3 separate regions of the Sus scrofa genome follow, and all the other regions are linked to region 3. A link is a contact called in public Hi-C and promoter capture Hi-C data. All regions are on one chromosome and are shown on one strand. The core of a region is the stretch at or near the end of the contact, and the rest is flanking DNA. Distances in the headings are between cores, read along the strand shown. Region 1 holds the start of EEF1AKMT2 (protein-lysine N-methyltransferase METTL10). Region 2 overlaps CTBP2 (C-terminal-binding protein 2). Region 3 holds the start of ZRANB1 (ubiquitin thioesterase ZRANB1).

Region 1 (2,700 bases), core at 125-2,624, 99 kb before region 3:
ATCCTTGCGTTAAAAGAATGAAAGATAGAATGTGTTTATACATGTAAAACACTTATAACAATGCCTAACATTTAAAATGGTATGTTGTTGGAGTTCCCGTCGTGGCGCAGTGGTTAACGAATCCGACTAGGAACCATGAGGTTGTGGGTTCGGTCCCTGGCCTCACTCAGTGGGTTAAGGATCCAGCGCGGCCGTGAGCTGTGGTGTAGGCCACAGACTCGGCTCGCATCCCTCACTGCTGTGGCTGGGTGTAGGCCAGTGGCTACAGCTCCGATTCGACCCTTAGCCTGGGAACCACCATATGCCGAGGATGCAGCCCTAAGAAGACAACAACAACAAAAAATAAAATGGTATATTGTTTAAGCTTAAAAAACACAAAGAAGTATCTGTCCAAGGATTCCTCAGTCCCAAACACAAGTCCAAAAACTGACTGCAGAGGCATAGTGTCACTACAGCATAGTTCAGTCTAAAACGTGCAAATTCAAAAATTTTCTACCAATTAGGTGGTTACAAAGAAATTCACCAAAGATAAACTTAAAACTTAACCTTCAACCTGAGCTGAAGACGTACTCTTACTCCTTTGAAATAAGACTTTACTTTTTTCCCTCCAACGGGCTTCTCGTCCTACTTCATCTCTCTAGAACCCCCCCCAAGTTACCTCTCACCATTGCCTTTTCCCACCGTCATGCATTCACCCGTCTACTAACCCATTAAATACTTACTGAGCGTCCGTCTTGGGTCAGGTCACTTTCTCCCAGCCCGAGATATGCCCACTGTCCTCTCTCCTTCCTCAGGCCATCCCCCCACTCCCCACTCTTCCAGCCTCCGTGTCCCTGCCCTCGTCCCCTTAACCTTTTCAGCCCCCTTGGCTGCGCAGTTCTCCCCCGGTCTCCAACCACCGCCCACCAGCCCGAATCGCCAGGCCGGCTCCCTCTCCCTTTCCCCAGGCTGGGCCCGAAGACCCAAGACCCCTAAAAAGCCTCCCCAGGAGCTCAGAGTCCATACGGCAGCCCACGAAGCCCGCAGACGTCAGCTCCCGAGGTGCTTCCTGACCCACCCAGCGCGGCCCCTCGGGAGCCCAGCCCTGCCATCCCGGGCCCTCGCCCAGGGCGGCCCTTTGGGCTCCTCTCGCCACGCCCCCCGGGCTCGCCCCGTCCTCCGCGGCCCCATCCAGACAGCGCCGCTCACCCTCCCCGGCCCTGCGCCACACTCACTGCTCTCGGGTCCCCAGCGCCGACGGGGCAAAGCCATCCCCTCCGGGACTGCCCCCCGGGGACCGCGCTGATGCCCCATCGCCGCCGCCGTCCGCGCCCTCGCTCATTGCGCTCGGCGCCCCGGACGGCCGTTGGGACCGCCATAGAGACGAGGCGCGGGCAGAGCGGACGGGCGGGCTGGCGCCTCTAGGAGGCGGGAGGCCGCGCTCTCTACTGCTCCCGGCCCCCGCGGGGGTCGGCCGTCCTTCCGCGCCTTTCCCAGCGCCGCCGGGGTCTAGAGCGCCCGGTCCCAAGCCCAGGCGTGGGCGGGGCGGGGCCTCGCCTTGGTCCCCACTCTCACTCCAGCCGGCGTCAGGTGCACCCCGTTCCTTGAGGTGCCCGCCTAAACGCTACCGTATTTGGGGCGCCCCCGGGGGGGGGTGTTGTTTGTAAGGGGCCACTCCAAGCATTGCGTTTTGGAGAAAAGCTGGCGGTGGGGGAGCCATACCGAATATAATCCGACACTGCTCCCCCCAAAGGTGCAGATCACCTCCTCTCTCCACGTCGTGGGCAAATCTGAAGAGTGGGTGGGACAGTCCGTCGCATTATTTGGCTTTCCGGTCAAAGGCTAATTCCATTTGCGGCTGGCATCCTGCCTCGAAAACAGCACTCTGGCCTCTTCTGACTTGACGTCACTCGTGGACAAGGGAATTTATGCCTGGTGAAATGAATGCTCTAGACACCCGCCCCACTCCCGCCTCGCATAAGTAGGCCAGTCATGGGTTTCAGAGTGCTTAGTGAAGAAAGAACTCGGAGAGTCAAGATGCCTGTCTCAGCTCTGCCCCTAACCAGGCATCCAGCCCTATCCAAGAGGCTTAGGCCTCACTTCTGTGTGCCTCGATTTCTTCACCTGCACCTTGCTGCCCCTGCACTGGTGACTGCTTCCCACCAGTGAACCTGAGAGGTATCTGCTTTTTGGTGGGACTGATACTGGAAGTTCGGTAGCATAATCCCAGGGGTCTTAGGGGCCAAAGGTCTGAGGGGAACTTCTGTAGCAGCAAAGACATACTGGTAGTCCAAAGTCCTAGGCAAGACTCTCAAAGGGCCCTAACTAGGCTGCCTTCCAACCAAAACCATGTTTCCTAGGCCACGTTTCTGTTGACATAGCAGAGAGAAGCCCAGTAACAAGTCCCTGGAGGTAAGCGGCATCAACAGTTGCCTTTCCAGCTCATGGAATCCCGATTCGGACTGCATGTGCATCTCCTCTGATGCAAGACGTTCCAAGATCTTCAGGCAACCGCTGATGATAGAATATGGTAAAAGACAGATGGGAGCCTATGTGTGTAGTGATTAAAGAACTCGAGAAAGTGCGTAAGTAACCTTATTACAGAGAAATAAAACCACCCGATGCCACAGTCAATTAGTGCTGCCCTGAGTGAATGGTTGTTGTGATCTTTCCTAGACGCGCTGCTAGAGAGAATAGGCTGGAATGTGACTGAGTGCGTCT
Region 2 (2,700 bases), core at 105-2,604, 130 kb after region 3:
CAATAACCATTAGCAGCCCTACCTGCCTGGACCAAACCGCTACAGTGCACAGAAACCCAGTCAGCATGGATTTACGTTCTTAAAACCTCTGGTGATTTTTAAAGACACCCTCAAGTTTTCTTGATGCTGGTTCCAAGTCTGCAAAGATTAGGCCAATGAAGGAATTTACACAAAGTAAATGATAACTTCAATGATGCCTTTCGAAATGAAAATTCCGTTAAGACCCGTTAAACATGGGAACCGCCTTCAATTCTTTAAGAAAATCTACTTAAACATTATGTTGATTGAGGCCAACTTCTATGATATGCTAATTGATTAAGAGTTATGCTAATCAATTAATAGTACTGTCAAGTTCTCCGCATCAGCCCCTGGAGGCTTTAGAGTACATTCTACTGGGAAACCTGCAAATAGGGTAGATTCCAAGTTTGAGAGGTTGCCGCGAACGAAAAGAAGAAGAGGCGCCCGCAGACCCAGCAGCATGGTCCTTGAGCCCTCGCATTTCCAGAGCCTGGAGCCCCTGAAGGAATGAGTCCTCTCGACCATAACCCACAAGGCTCTCCCCATGGAGCCTCCCAACCTTTGAAAGACCCGGCAGCACAGCACCCACTGCCACAGGCAAGGACGCTTGGTGGTTGGGGAAGGGGAGGGGTGTCATCCAGCAGATCAGGTACCGCCCGTCATCAGAGCCTTGAAAATGCTGGTCCACCCACCCCCAAAGAACCTGCTGCCGCTTCACTGACCCCAAAGAAAGCCAGGGCTTCGGGCTACCTCGAAAGAACCTGTTTGAGAATCTTCAGAAGACAGACAACCATGAACAAGCGATGACAAGGTGGCTGGACTCTGATCTGAGCTTCAGTTTGTTAACTGTACCGGAAGGACCCACTAAAGTCCAGATAAACAAAAGCACGCAGTGGGCAACACATGGGTTTAGCCTTTGGTTGACATAACACCACAATTAACAACAGAATTATTATTATTTGTCCTTCCTAGGGCCGCACCGTTCCTAGCCTAGGGGTCTAATGGAGCTGTAGCTGCCTGGGAACTTCCATATGCCCTCGGGTGTGGCCCTATAAACACAAAAGACCAAAACCAAAACCAAAACCAAACAAAAAAGAAAACAAAAACCAAAGCCAAAACCAAACCAAAAAAAAAACCCCATCTACACTTCAATAGAGCCTGGAGCTTTACTTGGGTTCCCGGAGCCTCCTCCACCCCACCAGGCTGCTCATATTCCCCCCCCCACAATGCCCAGCAGTCTAACCGTAGTGCAACAAGGTCACACCCAGGTCACATGGCCTCGATCTGAGCCGTGGGCCTGATGCCCTGGGGCTGATGCAACACCGTGTCCCAGAGAGACAGGCACAGACAGCTCAAGGGTTGGTCCACAGCCCTGTCCAACACCAGAGGCCAGGCAGGTGGCAGCCAGGGCCTGTGCCATGTTCTAACAGACCCCGGAGCCACCCATTAGCACTTCTGCACCAGGACAGATGAACATGCATATACGACCCCCACTGGATTAATATAAATAAATATATTATATTCACAAATATAATATCCTCTCAACAATTCACACCAAGTCAAAAGCTGCCACCAAATAAGTTACAAAGAATTAAAGATTTGAAGATGTAAAAGATTTAATATAATAAAAGTTTTCTACAGCTTGGATGTGAGGTTAAGGAATTGTGGGCCCATGATTTTTTTTTTTAATGGCCATATGGAAGTTCCTGGGCCAGGGGCTGAATCTGAGCTACAGCTGCAGCACTGCTGGATGCTATAACCCACTTTACTGAGCTGGGAATCGAACCTGAGCCTCTGCAGTAACCTGAGCCATTGCAAGTGGGATTCTTAATCCACTCTGCCACTGTGGGAACGCCCTATCATTTTATTTGTTCCCACCTAAGCTCCATCAAAATAGTCTCCGTGGCTTTGAAGAAGACAAATGAAAAACGAAGACCCTGTCATCTGTGTCCAGCTTGTAAGCGAGTCTTTAGCAAAAGGAATCCCAGTGCTGGTGGAGACGTGTCCCGTGAGCTCGCAGGCTGCCTGAGGAGGGAGCAGGTGTGAAAACCATGCTTCCAGGGGGACCGTCTCCTCGGCCAGCAAACAACTTCTGAGTGAATCCTTCTTTCTGGTTTAGATTTAGAAACTGCATCTTCTGGAGTTAAATGCAAAACTCAAGAATTCTAAATATTTTCACTTGCTAAAAGCTTGCATCAAGAACAGAGAACTTGAGCAGAAACAATTCTTGCTTTTCCTAATTGGTTGTTTTATTGGTGACATAATGAAAATTAAGTGTTGGTGAGGAAAAGGAGATGCTTCGGTGTTAAGAATTTTCGCACATTTTTAAGCACCTGACTTACAAGTATGCTTTAGAAATAAACATACTCATTTCCAGACCAAAGCAGCCTTTAAAAATAAAAAAGCAAAACAAAACGAAACCAGAAAAAGGATAAAGGCAAATAAGCAAAACTTCCTCCAAGCAAAGACGTATAAAAGGACCCGTTTATTTCCATGGTGTTAGGCCTCAGGAGTCCAAAGAACCACAGATGAACTTTCACGATCCCGATTTTCTGATGACCCTTCCCCCCTTTGGCAAGGGGGGTCTGTTGCTGAGAGGTTGGGCTGAGCAGGGTGAAGGGATTAGAGTCCTCGGATTCCACAGGGACAGAGGAAGTTTCACTCTGACCCAACAACTCACCT
Region 3 (2,700 bases), core at 43-2,542:
AACGGTTTTCCAGCCAGAAAAATATGACATACTCATGGGGTCTTAGCAAATAGCAAAATGACTTAGACTATCTGGCTATGGTTACATTAAAAAAGAAATACACAAAATACATCACCATATAACATATTCTCTTTATAAATCCTTTTATTTTTTTGGCCTCCCTGGGAATGTACAAGTTCCCAGGCCAGGGATGGAACCGGTGCCACAGCAGTAACAAGGAGGGGTCTCTAACCTGCTGTGCTACCAGGTAACTCCTTAACATAGTCTCTTTAGAACTTGGGCTCTGCTAATTCTCCTGGCTGTATTTTTTCCACGGCTATAACATATCCTCTTTCTTACTCTTGGACTTCACAGAGAAGGCAACCACTAGAAAATCAGTTTACCCAAAACTAGAGTTAGGTAGGAGGTAGTGGTGGTAGTGGAGACTGCACAAAAAGCAGCCTCCATGGCTTAAAAGTTTTTTTTCTTTAATTGAGATATAATTGGCATATAACTTCATGCTTTTTCATGATGTATATGGGTACATATATAATACATACATTATAAATATACACATACACACACATAAATGGATAGCCGTCTCGAAAGCAGGAATAAAAAACAGACGTAAAATATACATAAAGATTAAACTTTCAAAACCTAAATCTTTATCCTCCCTGGTATCAAGACTTTGAAACTCCCTAAGGCAAAGTGAGGCCGAATCGGGCACTAAGGAGTCCGCTCGGGGAGCCTTCGCGGTGGACTTAGAAGGGTGGTGAATCAGTCGCAGGGAAGAGTCACGCGGAGCAGTGCAGCTGCCACGACGCCCTCCGCGCCGCCCAGTCTGCGTCCCCAAACCCTGCGCACGCCGCGCTGGCCCGCCGCCTCCCGGCGCCCTCCGCCCGCCGCCGAGGTCCCGCAGCCCCAGCGGGCCTGCCGCCGCACAGAGGGCGGGGCTCCTCACAATCGGGCCGGGCGCCGGGGTGACGTCACCTTTCCGCGGCCCGCCTTCTGCGCCCGGAAAGAGGCGGCTGCCCATTGGCTGCGCCGCTCGCGGCCTCGGGGCCAATGACAGGGCGGCGAGCGGCGGGGTCCGGCCTTGACGTTGTGCAGCTTGCCGTGGGGTTTATTTGGCTCCGGGGTCCCGCACCGCCGCCATTAGGAGCCCGCAGCGTCCGAGGCCGCCCCCCTCTCTCCCCCCTCCCCCGGCGCCCCCCCCGTCTCCGCGCCTGCTCTCCGCCCCTCTGCCCCTGCCTCCCGCAGCCGGGAGCCGCGCGCGGGCCCGCGGAGACCATGTCCTGACTGAGGGGAGAGGGCGGAGGCGGCAGCAGCGGGGCGGGCGGCGGCGCGGAGGGAGGCGGAGAGGGGCCGGGCTCGGCTCGTTGCCCCGGGCTGCTCCGGGAGTCGCCGCGGCCGTCGCGGCCGCCGGGCGCCGAGCGTCGGACAGGGAGGAGGAGCAGGAGCTGGAGGAGGAGCCGCCGCCGCCGCCGCCAGGTAACCGGGCCCCGGGAGGGCGTCCCGCCGCAGGCCCCTCGCGGCCCCGCCGCGGCCTGCCTGGCCCCTCGCTCCCTGACGGCGCCCAGGCCGCCGGTCTCCCGGGCGGCCCGCCCGCGCCCCCCGAGGCGGCTTCGCAGGCTGGGAGAGGGGAGGGGGCCCGGCCCGGCCCCGCTGTGCTTCCATCTTGGGCTTTCCAGGTGCGGGGACAGGCCCGGGGCTGTGGGAGGGTGGGTCCGCCGGCTTGTTTACCGACCATCGATCAGCCGCGCTGGCTGGACGCGCCGCCGGCCCGGCCACCTCTCTTCCGCCAGATTCCCCCTCCCCCCAACTTCTTTTCCTGCCACCTACGGGCAGATGAGTGGGATTTTGCTCCCATTCTGCAATAGGCCCGAAATACTTGGGTCCGTCGCCACAAGTTGGTGCAGGTTCCCAAACTTGGATTTCGGTCCCTTGGTGGCTTCCTCTCCGCCTCCCGCGGTGGCCTCCACTGGTCGCCTTTTCTGTCTAAGGAAATAAAGGTGGGGGCGACGGGGGTGGGCTGGGGAGGCGGAGCTGGAACTGGTGGAAAGACTGTCTGCCCCTCTCCTCGCAGTTACGCTTGTACAGTGCGACTGGGTGCTATTTTCTCCACTGTGGCTTGGTGTGGGTCATTTCACAGACAAAAGGACTGAAATGCATACTTGCATTAAGCACCAGGGACCTGTTTAGGTTCAGCCTGGAAGTTTGAGCCGGCCCATTATCTTTGAGATACGCTGGTGTTTTGAAACTCTCTCGTTGAGAATTTAGTCTTTCAGTTATTTGATTGCCTTTTCCGTAACTCTGTAGACCCTCAGGTTAAACGCCGTCTCCTCTGCCCAGTATTTTGGTCTGTGTGCTCGCCGTATGATATTTTGTTGTCAGTACATTTAATGTACAAAAATACTCTTTGGGGAACACAGTTGAAGAGAAATCTTTAGCTCTGGGAAACGTTACATAATGAGTGGCTTTTCTCTCTGAGGTCTCTCTTTAGTTGATTTCTTTATCACTTGTGCGACCTCAAGGGTACCCATGTTTTCATCAAACATGGATGACTCAGTGTTCAGAACATAAGCCAGGGGAAACCATAAGGAATTTTGATCTTGGCTTGTGCCAAGGGCCTTAGCAAAGTAATCTAAACTATGTTTGTGAAAAATTAAGCCGGATCGCTCCTCCTGGTTATTAGTCTTATGAATTAAATGAGGTAAT

Evidence for each region. Promoter capture Hi-C pulls out the DNA fragments that hold promoters and counts their contacts. A called contact is a pair of places that touch in the nucleus more often than the background predicts.
Region 1: a contact with region 3 is called in a promoter capture Hi-C map of liver, with 4 times the contacts expected there. The contact joins the promoter of EEF1AKMT2 here to the promoter of ZRANB1 in region 3. A contact is called at or near these places in 1 of 5 promoter capture datasets (liver), 4 of 47 Hi-C or Micro-C datasets (fetal heart ventricle, heart right ventricle, liver and 1 more) and 1 of 2 datasets of contacts at active chromatin or transcription factors (alveolar macrophages).
Region 2: a Hi-C map of fetal liver shows a contact between it and region 3, with 1.6 times the contacts expected there. The contact joins the enhancer-like site here to the promoter of ZRANB1 in region 3. A contact is called at or near these places in 3 of 47 Hi-C or Micro-C datasets (fetal liver, omental adipose tissue and retroperitoneal adipose tissue) and 1 of 2 datasets of contacts at active chromatin or transcription factors (alveolar macrophages).

What each region holds. Positions count from the first base shown.
Region 1 is chr14:134,153,292-134,155,991 of Sscrofa11.1, forward strand. It overlaps EEF1AKMT2 (protein-lysine N-methyltransferase METTL10), which reads right to left and starts at 1,375. Exons shown (of 7, transcript XM_013983843.2): 1 at 1,215-1,375. The coding sequence starts at 1,321. It overlaps ABRAXAS2 (BRISC complex subunit Abro1), which reads left to right and starts at 2,390. Exons shown (of 11, transcript XM_021073619.1): 1 at 2,390-2,564.
Region 2 is chr14:134,380,512-134,383,211 of Sscrofa11.1, forward strand. The region is part of intron 2 of CTBP2 (C-terminal-binding protein 2); the gene reads right to left. Among named protein-coding and RNA genes, the nearest start is that of CTBP2, 110 kb to the right of the region's middle. Within about 2 kb of position 1,355, at least 16 of the 83 cell types and tissues checked have an H3K27ac peak or open chromatin away from gene starts, as enhancers often do. A contact at or near this core is called in alveolar macrophages, fetal liver and omental adipose tissue, where this site is marked.
Region 3 is chr14:134,252,635-134,255,334 of Sscrofa11.1, forward strand. It overlaps ZRANB1 (ubiquitin thioesterase ZRANB1), which reads left to right and starts at 1,293. Exons shown (of 10, transcript XM_013983854.2): 1 at 1,293-1,473.